Linked DNA regions of Gossypium hirsutum: region 2 is linked to region 1. Evidence: chromatin contacts called from public Hi-C data. All regions are on one chromosome and are shown on one strand. The core of a region is the stretch at or near the end of the contact, and the rest is flanking DNA. Distances in the headings are between cores, read along the strand shown.

Region 1 (4,626 bases), core at 1,098-3,597:
CAAATCAAACGTCTGGATCAATGCTGCTGACTCGAATCCAGCTAACTCTAAGTATGGCATTAGTCGTTCATCCGGGGGATATCCTAAACCATTCATCCGACCTCTTAATGCGCGATATGGGCCCTGACACTATTAAATTACAGAAATAGTTATTATAACATAATTTATTTTCGTAAATGATGTAGAACCTTTTTTAAGGGAACCCATGATTAACAAATAACAATATATTATCATATTATTAACTGTGTTTGATATGTGATCATCGTTCTTAATCAATGAACCCATTGCGATACTTGCAATTTCAAAACAAATTTCGGTAATTAATTTCTAAGTTTGATGCATTTTAAATATTTATCAAAATACCTAAATTTTATATATTGCTTTTAATTACAAAAAATATCAAACAGTTTTGTACTCGTCATATTTTTTGATATACTACAATAACAAAATAAATATATCTTTTAAATTCCAACTCAAACTCCAACTCAATGGTCTCATTCACAAATCACATCTCAATGGTTTAATCTTTTACCTACATTAAAAACAAAAAATTTATATTAAAATAATAAAAATAACATGCCAATAAAAAAAATAATATAAACATAACATAAACTATCTCAACATAATAAATATGAATATTTTTATTATTATTTTAAAATGATAATAAGTAAATTGTATTGGTTTAAAATCTAATATATATATAATATCATGCCAACTTAATTATTGTCAAAAAAAAAATTTTGCATCGAAAGATTTAAAAGAAATTTCATTTATAATATTTATAAAAAAATTTAAAATAAAATTTAAAAACATAAACACTTATTCTTAATTATAAAATCTTAAAAAATTACAATATGTAAACTATTATTCCTGATTTATCTCATAAATTCCAACTTAATGGTCCCATTCACAAATTCCATATCAATGGTCTCATCTTTTACCTACATAAAAAATTAAAAAATATATATTAAAATAATCAAAATAACATGCGAAATAAATTACATAAAAAATAAATTTAATCAACCTAAAACACACATAACAAATAAATTACATAAAAAAATAACACATTCTTTACACATAACATAAATAGGGTTTTTTACTTTAATAAACATTAAAAATAACTTATGAATGAATGAAAATATAAAATAAATACAAACATACGTTAATAGCTCTTTTTAACCAAATAATATCTTACAAAAATAAAATTAAAAATTAAATCCGAATTAAATCAACAATAACAACAAAAACAAATTAACGTTTACTTATAACAAAAAAATTATTAAATAAAAAAATTATCTTTTATGATTTTTTTAAACACCAAGTCTTCTCTAAACAACAATCTCTCCTTTCCTTTTCTATTTATTTTTTTCCTTCTCTTTCTCCTTCCCTCTCTCTCTATTCGGCTTCTCTTTTTTTCTTTCTTTTTCCCCTTCCGGCTCTCTCCTTCCTCTTCTTCTCTTCTTTAAAGATTTTCTTCTCTCTTTCAGCAAAAAATAGGACATTGGGGACCTTATAATGGTCCCCAAAAATACAACTCACCGGCATGCCATCCGACACGTCCCATCGCTGACAAGCCACAGGTGTGCCGCCTGGGGAAACGGCGTGACCAGGGGTGTGCTGCCTCTCTAGTAGGCATGACCAGTGCTGCTTAGTTTTCCTATCCTTTTGTGACAGTAGGTCGGGTACGGGTCGTATTTAACCCGTATTTCTTTAGGTGCCACCTATTTAGTTGCCATTAGCAATTTTTTTAATAATTTTTTTCAGTCAAATGTATCAGTATTTTTTGGATATACCATTTTTGTACATAATTTATTTAACATACTATTTAAATAATTTATTTAATTTTTATAATACATAGGTAAAAAACCCAATAAATTCGTTCTTGGTTATTGGGGCTACATGAGGAAGTGGCTTAATTCAATTTTTGCGGTTTTTATAGGAAAAGAATTTAATTTTTATTATTAATTGATTATTTTTTACATTGATCTATGCTCCTATTTTTAAATTACATTTCTCCTCTGCTTTTTGAAATGATATTATAAACACCATTTAAGCTTCTTAGTGGACTCTCAATAGTCAACAGTCCTGTCGACCCAACCTTGAATTTTGGTAAATTTTTTTGGAAGGTTTCAGAAATGGTATAATTTGTTTTTAATTTTATAATGAATTGTTTGATTTTCATATTTTATATAATGGGTGAGTATTTCACATATTCATATTGTCTAAGTAATTTAAAAAAATAATATTTTATTCTACTTTACATTTGTATAATCTAAAAATTCGTACCAAATATTTTTATTATATAATTTATATATATCATAGTGAAGTAATTTAAATGAGCATTCACTAAGAAAAGGATAGAAGGGAAGGGAAGGGAGATTTATTATAAATCATGACATAGACGGAGAAAAAGGTTGGAACTAACACAAGACAAACGCAGTCTTTGATACATTTTAAATACGCTTGAACCAAACCCACTTCTCTCTCTCTCTCTCTCTCTCTCTCTCTCTCTCTCTCTTCACATGACTCGTCCTTTTAGGCTCCTTGGCGCCGCCAACTCCTCGGCCACTACTGAGCCGCCACCTGAACAAGCGGCAACCGTCGACTCCGACTTCGTCGTTATCCTTGCAGCTCTCCTATGTGCCCTTATTTGCGTCCTCGGTCTCATTGCTGTCGCTCGTTGCGCCTGGCTTCGCCGTCTCTCCGGTGCCTTTGCTCCCAATCCCTCTGCTTCATCCCGTCCCCCCCCTCCTGCTAACAAGGGCCTCAAGAAGAAGATCCTCAAGTCCCTCCCTAAGGCTACCTTCTCACCTGATTTCTCCGCCAAATTCTCCGACTGCGCGATATGCCTCACGGAGTTCGCCGCAGGGGACGAAATCCGGGTTCTTCCACAGTGCGGCCATGGCTTCCACGTCGTCTGCATCGACACCTGGCTGGGCTCCCATTCTTCATGCCCTTCCTGCCGTCAGATTCTGGTTGCCAGGTGCCAAAAGTGTGGGGGTTTACCCGGCCCGGGTGCTTCAACTTCCGGAACTAACACTGAGGCTAGATTGAAAGAGCGTGAAGATGATGTGAATAGATTCCTGCCCTAGCCAACCCAAGCCACCTTCTGGGTTCCTCCATTTTTTTTCTTTCTTTTCCAAGTGAAATCATGTTAGGTTAGGTTTTTCATTAGCTAATTACCACCGCCAATGATTATTATTAATACCACTACTATTCCTAATAGGAACATTTAGGTTTTGATTGATTTGAATTGTATGTAATAGTATTTGATTTGGTGTATTTATGTATGTAAAGTTGAACATAATATATATATTTGTGAAATATAATTATAGGCAGAAAATCAGAATATGAAATTCCTGTAAGACGAACTCCTCTCTGTTCCCTTTACCTGAATCATACCCACCATCAAAAAATTGCAATTTAGTAATATATAGATGTTATCTGGGCTCATCCATGATATTTTCTTCACTTGTAAAGCATGTCTTGTTCTTTGCTTTGATGTGGTCCTCCCAAGTGAATCCGGTTTCAGGCTGGGATTTGATTTAAATATATTCCGATGAAACGAGGGTTGGAAATTTTACCTGTAATAGAAATAATAAAAGGTAAAAAGGGGCATGTGATGAAGAGAAAATATTTGGAAACAGTAGGTGATAAGAGTCCATCTCTTTTGTTTTTCTTCATCACTTTTAGGCTATCTGATTAGCAAAGTATAAAGTGGGTAGCTCAACGTTAAACAAGTGGTTTATGCTTTATTTTTGGCTTTTGGGGAAGGGGGGGTCTTTTATCCTCCCCTTGTTTGGTGGCTGTGGGGCTGGGCAGGGGCATCAAGATTCTTGTTCCACCTCCACTTACTCTTCACTCACTACAGGTTAAAAAGTACCTAAAAATAAAATCATTCCTCTTGGGTTGGATATGTTATTATATTCAGCATTGAAAAAAGCTTTCACTTTCTACATGGGTTAAAAATAGGTCAAAATTAATGAAAACCCAACTTCTTCCCAAGTCCATTGGGTGCAATCCAAGAGATATGATGATGGTGAGCAAAAGGTTTCATTAATTTATTAATTCCAGGATTTAGGAAGATGGAAGGAAAGCAGGCATTTGTTTCCATTCTGAGTAAATGTAACTGATTTTGGCAACTTGTGAAATGGAATTTGTGATTGAAAGGTGGCGGTGGGGTGGGTGGTGCTAAAAATTGAATGCATCACTAACGATCATACTTGTATTTATTATTATACACAGGGTGATAGGAACAAAAGTGCATATAAGCCACTAATTGGGAATTTTTAAACTAGTAATTAACTCTTGTCTTGACCTAACAAAGATAGTATATTCTAGTCCACTCTTCTTTATGCCTGTTACCATGAAAATTTACTTCATTAGTAAAACATATAATATGTGCCTTTGATTTCAAGCCGTCCATTAAAATAAGGTGGATGGTCCACTAATGGAGCAGAATAACCAATCAACTGAGATACGATGGGATTGGAAGTCCTGCCTCTCTCTGACCGTCTTTTATTTTATTATCATAAGAGAACCCTAGTCGTCTAGGCGGCAGGACCTATATACCACCACAGACCTGGTTGATGCAATTATTGTTTATGAAATCCAAGTTAAAAAGGG
Region 2 (5,097 bases), core at 393-2,892, 94 kb before region 1:
AAAGAGATCAATGAAATAATGACAAACAACTTGTTCAATTCTATTGTCATCTGTAACACCTAGCCGGTTGAGATTTTCAATATGATCAATCATTTTTATTTGTCTGTGCTGGAAACAAATTTATGAAAATAAGTCGTGCTGCAATCCCCATTACTCAACCAATTGGCCCTCGCCCATTGCTCCTAGTATCTTTCACCCTTGTCAATCTCCATATTCAAATGCATCTTGGTTACAATAAATATCTCCAGAATATTATCATCCAGGTCTGTCATATTTAATTCATCCACTCGCTTCTGTAAATTACTGAAAACCAATTTTGAAGAATGTCGCAAATTCTTGGCCTAAGCTTTTAAACTATGGCCAACAAATTTAATACGTTTGAGAACAGTACCTTTCGACACAGACCAGAGCCTCTTAACCACTCTTTAAATGAGTCCTCTACAATCTAAGTTGCTTCAAATTAAAACCTTACTACCTAGTCTCATGAAAACTGTCGATACAACCAGTATTGAGTAAAAAGGACAATGTTCAGAAATAGTATGCGCACAATGCTGCATTATAAAATTAGGGAACATTTCACACCACTCCATGTTCACCATCCCCTATGAAGTCTTTCATGAATATTAACGTAAGGAAGCTTGCCACGCTCCCATGTAAACCACTGACCGTTATAGCCCAAGTTCGAGAGTTCACATTCACCAAGTGCTAAACGGAAAGCCTCTATACTCTTTTCACTTCTTAAACTACCTCGTTGCTTTTCATAGGAGTAAGTTATTTCATTAAAGTCTTCCAGAACAAGCCATGGAAAATTATCTCTTCCAAATAAATCCCAAAGCAACTCCCAATATTGATTGCGAAGATTTCCCTTAGGACGCCCTTAGAACCCCGTAAACCTCTAACTATTACCCTTCGATTCATCTTTTACCATGACATCAATATGACTCGTTGAAAAATTGCAAAGTGAAATCTTACAACCCTATTTCCAGCATAATGATAGACCATCTCTAGTATCATCGCAACTAACTTTTATCTCATTCGCAAAGCCTCAACTTTGCCTAACCTTTTCCATTGTTGAACTTTGTAGCTTTGTTTCAATGAAAAAAGTTGCAATGGAGTTAGTCTCCCTCAGCATATACCAAAGGCGATAAATCAACTGAGGGTGCCCTAGCCTCCGAACATTTCAAATTAAGAGTTTATTACTTCTGGCTGCCCTGCGTCGCAGAACAAACCGATATCTCAAATAATTAAACATTTGACTATTTAGTAAAAGTCTTCCCTGAATCCCGAGCAGCAGAAATAAAAGAAGATGGTGTAGTTCGAGGACATTTCTTACCTTCAGCAATATCCATTGGGCGGTCCTCACCATCCGGGCCCATGTTCAGATTAACACTTGCAATTTCCCCAATATCTCTCGATTTTTTACTTCCTAGATTTACGCCTAAATTAGCTCAACATGATTAAGGAAATCAGGATTTCGAAATAATCCCTAAATATCATCCTTAGTAACTGATTTTTCCTTATCAGAAAAAGTTCCCATAATCACTGAGAAAGAAACATCACCCTCCTCACATAATCAACAACTCTTGGACACCATTGATCTTCTGAGTATGACCTTTGGTGAAATGTCCCATTATAGTGGCAATTCGTTCAGACTATGAATAATTATGATCGGACAAAAACCTTCCATATGGCCCAACCGCCCACACAAAAAGTAAAAAATAGTTAGCCTCTCATACTGGAAACGAGCACATACACAATTTTTCTGGGATAGAACAGTTTTTTTCCTGTACTTCGATGGACTTGAGATATTGATCCTAACACGAGTTCTCATATAGCCCTGAAATCCCCTACATATAGACTTCGCATTGTAGTATAGAAACTAACCAATAAAATCCCCAAACTGTTTTGCCATATCTTTAGACACTAAACTAACCAAGATATCATGTATCTAGACCCAGTAATCTACATGAAATAAAGGAGCTTGCAGTGGGTCTTCCACGTGCTTTAATAAATGAAAAACCAGTAGATGATTATTGAGCGTCCATGGGCTCCCCTTCAAGACTTTGCCAAGATCAATCTCATAATAAAACAAAAAAAATAAATCTCTTTTTGTTTAGATCTGTGATCGTTACTCCCCAAGAGGGTGCCACAGACTAACCAATGTGGTTCGCATGGCTTGAACTGAATGACACTCGTAATAAGAGAACTACCCACCACATAGAAATCTAAACTGGCCTCAGTGCCATCATCTCTCAAATTGATTTTTCGTGACTCATCTTCTCCCTCCTCAATGGAAAGTGTCGCCATCTCGCTCTCCATCGTATCAATTACCTACGCAAAATCTCAGTTCTGATTAGAAAATTGCCCAATGTAAAAAGAATGAAAAACACCAAGAAACTAAGAAAACATGCTATCAAAGTAAACTTAAAGGCATACTATCAAATCAAAGTTATAATAAATGCATTTGACTATGAATGAAAAATTACTAGTTTCTAGTGATACATGTGAATTTTCTCGTTTAATTTTTAAATTTATTTTTTAAACAATGTATTTTAACTATTGTAATTAGTTTTTTTAATTTTTATTCAAATTATTGATCATAATTAAAATATATTAATTATTAAAAATTCAAATATAGTAAGACAAATTTCAAATCATAATTAAAAAATTTATACCATATTAAAGAAAATTTAAAGGATAATATTAATGTGAAATCCAAAGTTATTAAAACTAGTACCCCAAATGATTTTTGATTCCCAATCTGACTGGACAATCCGACTTGATTCAAATAATATAGTCCAAGGCTCCTATCTATAGGCTAGCACATAGCATTTGAAATACAAAGATAAACTCGTTTAAATTTAAAAAAAAAGTCTAATTAGCTAAAAAAATCTAAATAAAATTAGGTTATTAAAAAGAAAAAGCTATCTAAGATAAATAAAAAACTAAATAAGACTAGTTTAAATTAAAAAAAAACATAATTATGTAAGATAAATAAAATGATAATAGCTAAATAAAACTAGTTTTAAAAAAAAGTTTATTTATCTAAGATAAAATTTATTTCAATTTTCCTCACACTTAGGAAATTTATTCAAAATGCTTAAATTTATGTAAGAGAAATTGTTTTGCACGACATCATAATGTTGATGGAATTCCTTTAGGTGTTGGAAATAAATTGTTGAATGAATGAATGAATTTAGTTTGTCATGCTTTGCTTCTTGTGATGGGTCCATTAGGAAAAGCCACAACTTCGCCCATAGAATTTGCATGTTACAAAATAATTGAAATAAATTGTACAAAGTAATAAAAAGCATTTTTCATCATTTCTTTTATTATATATTATGAAACATGACTGAAAATATTAATTTTAGATTAGTTTAAGTATTAAAAACTGTACTCAAATGTCTCCTAACTTATCTCTGTACTAGTCCAACTCGCCACCTCAAAACAATTAATTGAAATTGGAGATCATATGAGAAAGCTATATGCAATTATAATTAAAATGGGATGTTTTGTTTATGATAATTGTAGTGAAATTGGATGTTTTTTTATAATTAAAATTAGAGATCAAATTTTGATCTCATGCACTTGCTATGAAACCAAGCAACCATGAATGGAAATAAAATCCTCAGAAAAGTTTTCAATAACATGGGCCATTGACTCGTTTATAAACAAGTAGGAACCAATAATGTCAATTAGGACTAATATTGACCCCTTAATTATAAAGAATCAAGAAGCAATGTTATTAAGAGATCAAAATTATTTCACCTTTGGAATTGCTAAATTCATCAAAGTCAAAGTTGATAAAATCCTTTCAAATGGATTTTAATCCAAATTCAAAGTTGTTCAAAGTTACAAAACAAGGCTACATGCCTATCTAAAAGAAAAATATGGTTACAAGCCTAACTTAATAAAACATAAGCAAACGAAATATTTTTAGTTAAAAAAAAGATAATTGAAATAGTGGTCTCGCTAAAGCAAACCTCTTATCCTAATGTACTGATAATTAAAATGTCGGCATCGCTATAGTGGAGATTTGTAACACCCCTCACCTGACTCAATCATTAAGTCCAAGCTACAAGATGCGACATTCGTTGTCGGAGCAAATACAGGTAATTACACAATAAAGCAATCATTCAGACATACAATTATATGTTAAACACATTTACATTATGATACACAAGCAAATCCGAGTCTTAATTGAGCTCCCGAAAGCTCTTTTATTAACCCAAGCACGAAATATGACCAAATTGTAAAGTTTCAAAATCTCAGGACCGATGTCGTGATGTCACTTCTTCCACATCATGATGTCGCCAAAAAAATTGTCACATCGTGACCTCAGGCCACTCGGCATCACAAAGCAACTCATTGTCACTCCATCTTGCAACGAAGAAGATTGCTCATCAGGACGTCGACTCTATTTTTGGTAAAATTTGAGCCATTTGGTACTTATTTACAATATAACCTTCACATTTTGAGCTCAATTGGCTAGTTTTCCTGCATTCAAACATTCCTTACACATACCGGAACAAGTACAAATAACCATATTCACCCTCACATCACCTTATAACATCTAATGTAACGCCTCAAATTTCTTATGTCTGTTTTTGTTAAATTTTGGCACAAGTGTGTATTTGCTTCAATGGTTAAGTGTTCTGGGTGTGTGTGAAAGGTCCCAAGTTCAAGCCTTACCTTTAACAATTTTGGTTAATTTTGGAGTTAAGCTCTACCATTGTTCAGTAGGCTTATATTTAACTGTCTGTAATTCCATATCAAAAGGAGCTTGTTGGTTTGAGTGGTAAGAGATTTGGTGTGTTGGAGGTCTTGTGTTTGAATCCTTGCGTGAGCACGGGTGTTGTTTTTACTTAGTGCGTGTAAAAATTTAGGTTGAGCTGGATTTTTAAAAAGGTTAGTTGTTAGTGGGTTAGTGGGGGGAGAGATTTAAGGGATTTGGGGAATTAATCCTTTAATATTCTGATTTTATCCTATTTTATTTTATTTTTCTCAAAATTTATTCCATTTTTTTACGTTGTTTTATTTTGCTTCTTTTGAATTTCCCTTGTTTCTTCCTCTTTTTTTTTCGGTTTTCAATTGTGT

What was found. A called contact is a pair of places that touch in the nucleus more often than the background predicts.
Region 2: a Hi-C map of fibers shows a contact between it and region 1, with 2.7 times the contacts expected there. The contact joins the enhancer-like site here to the promoter of LOC107917879 in region 1. A contact is called at or near these places in 15 of 34 Hi-C or Micro-C datasets (callus, cotyledon, fibers and 3 more).

The regions. Positions count from the first base shown.
Region 1 is chrA01:19,328,186-19,332,811 of Gossypium_hirsutum_v2.1, reverse strand. LOC107917879 (RING-H2 finger protein ATL80) reads left to right here and starts at 2,347. Exons shown (of 1, transcript XM_016847259.2): 1 at 2,347-3,365. The coding sequence starts at 2,523. The coding sequence ends at 3,092.
Region 2 is chrA01:19,421,351-19,426,447 of Gossypium_hirsutum_v2.1, reverse strand. No RefSeq gene overlaps it. Among protein-coding and RNA genes, the nearest start is that of LOC107917330, 22 kb to the left of the region's middle. Within about 2 kb of position 1,642, at least 5 of the 9 cell types and tissues checked have an H3K27ac peak or open chromatin away from gene starts, as enhancers often do. A contact at or near this core is called in cotyledon and fibers, where this site is marked.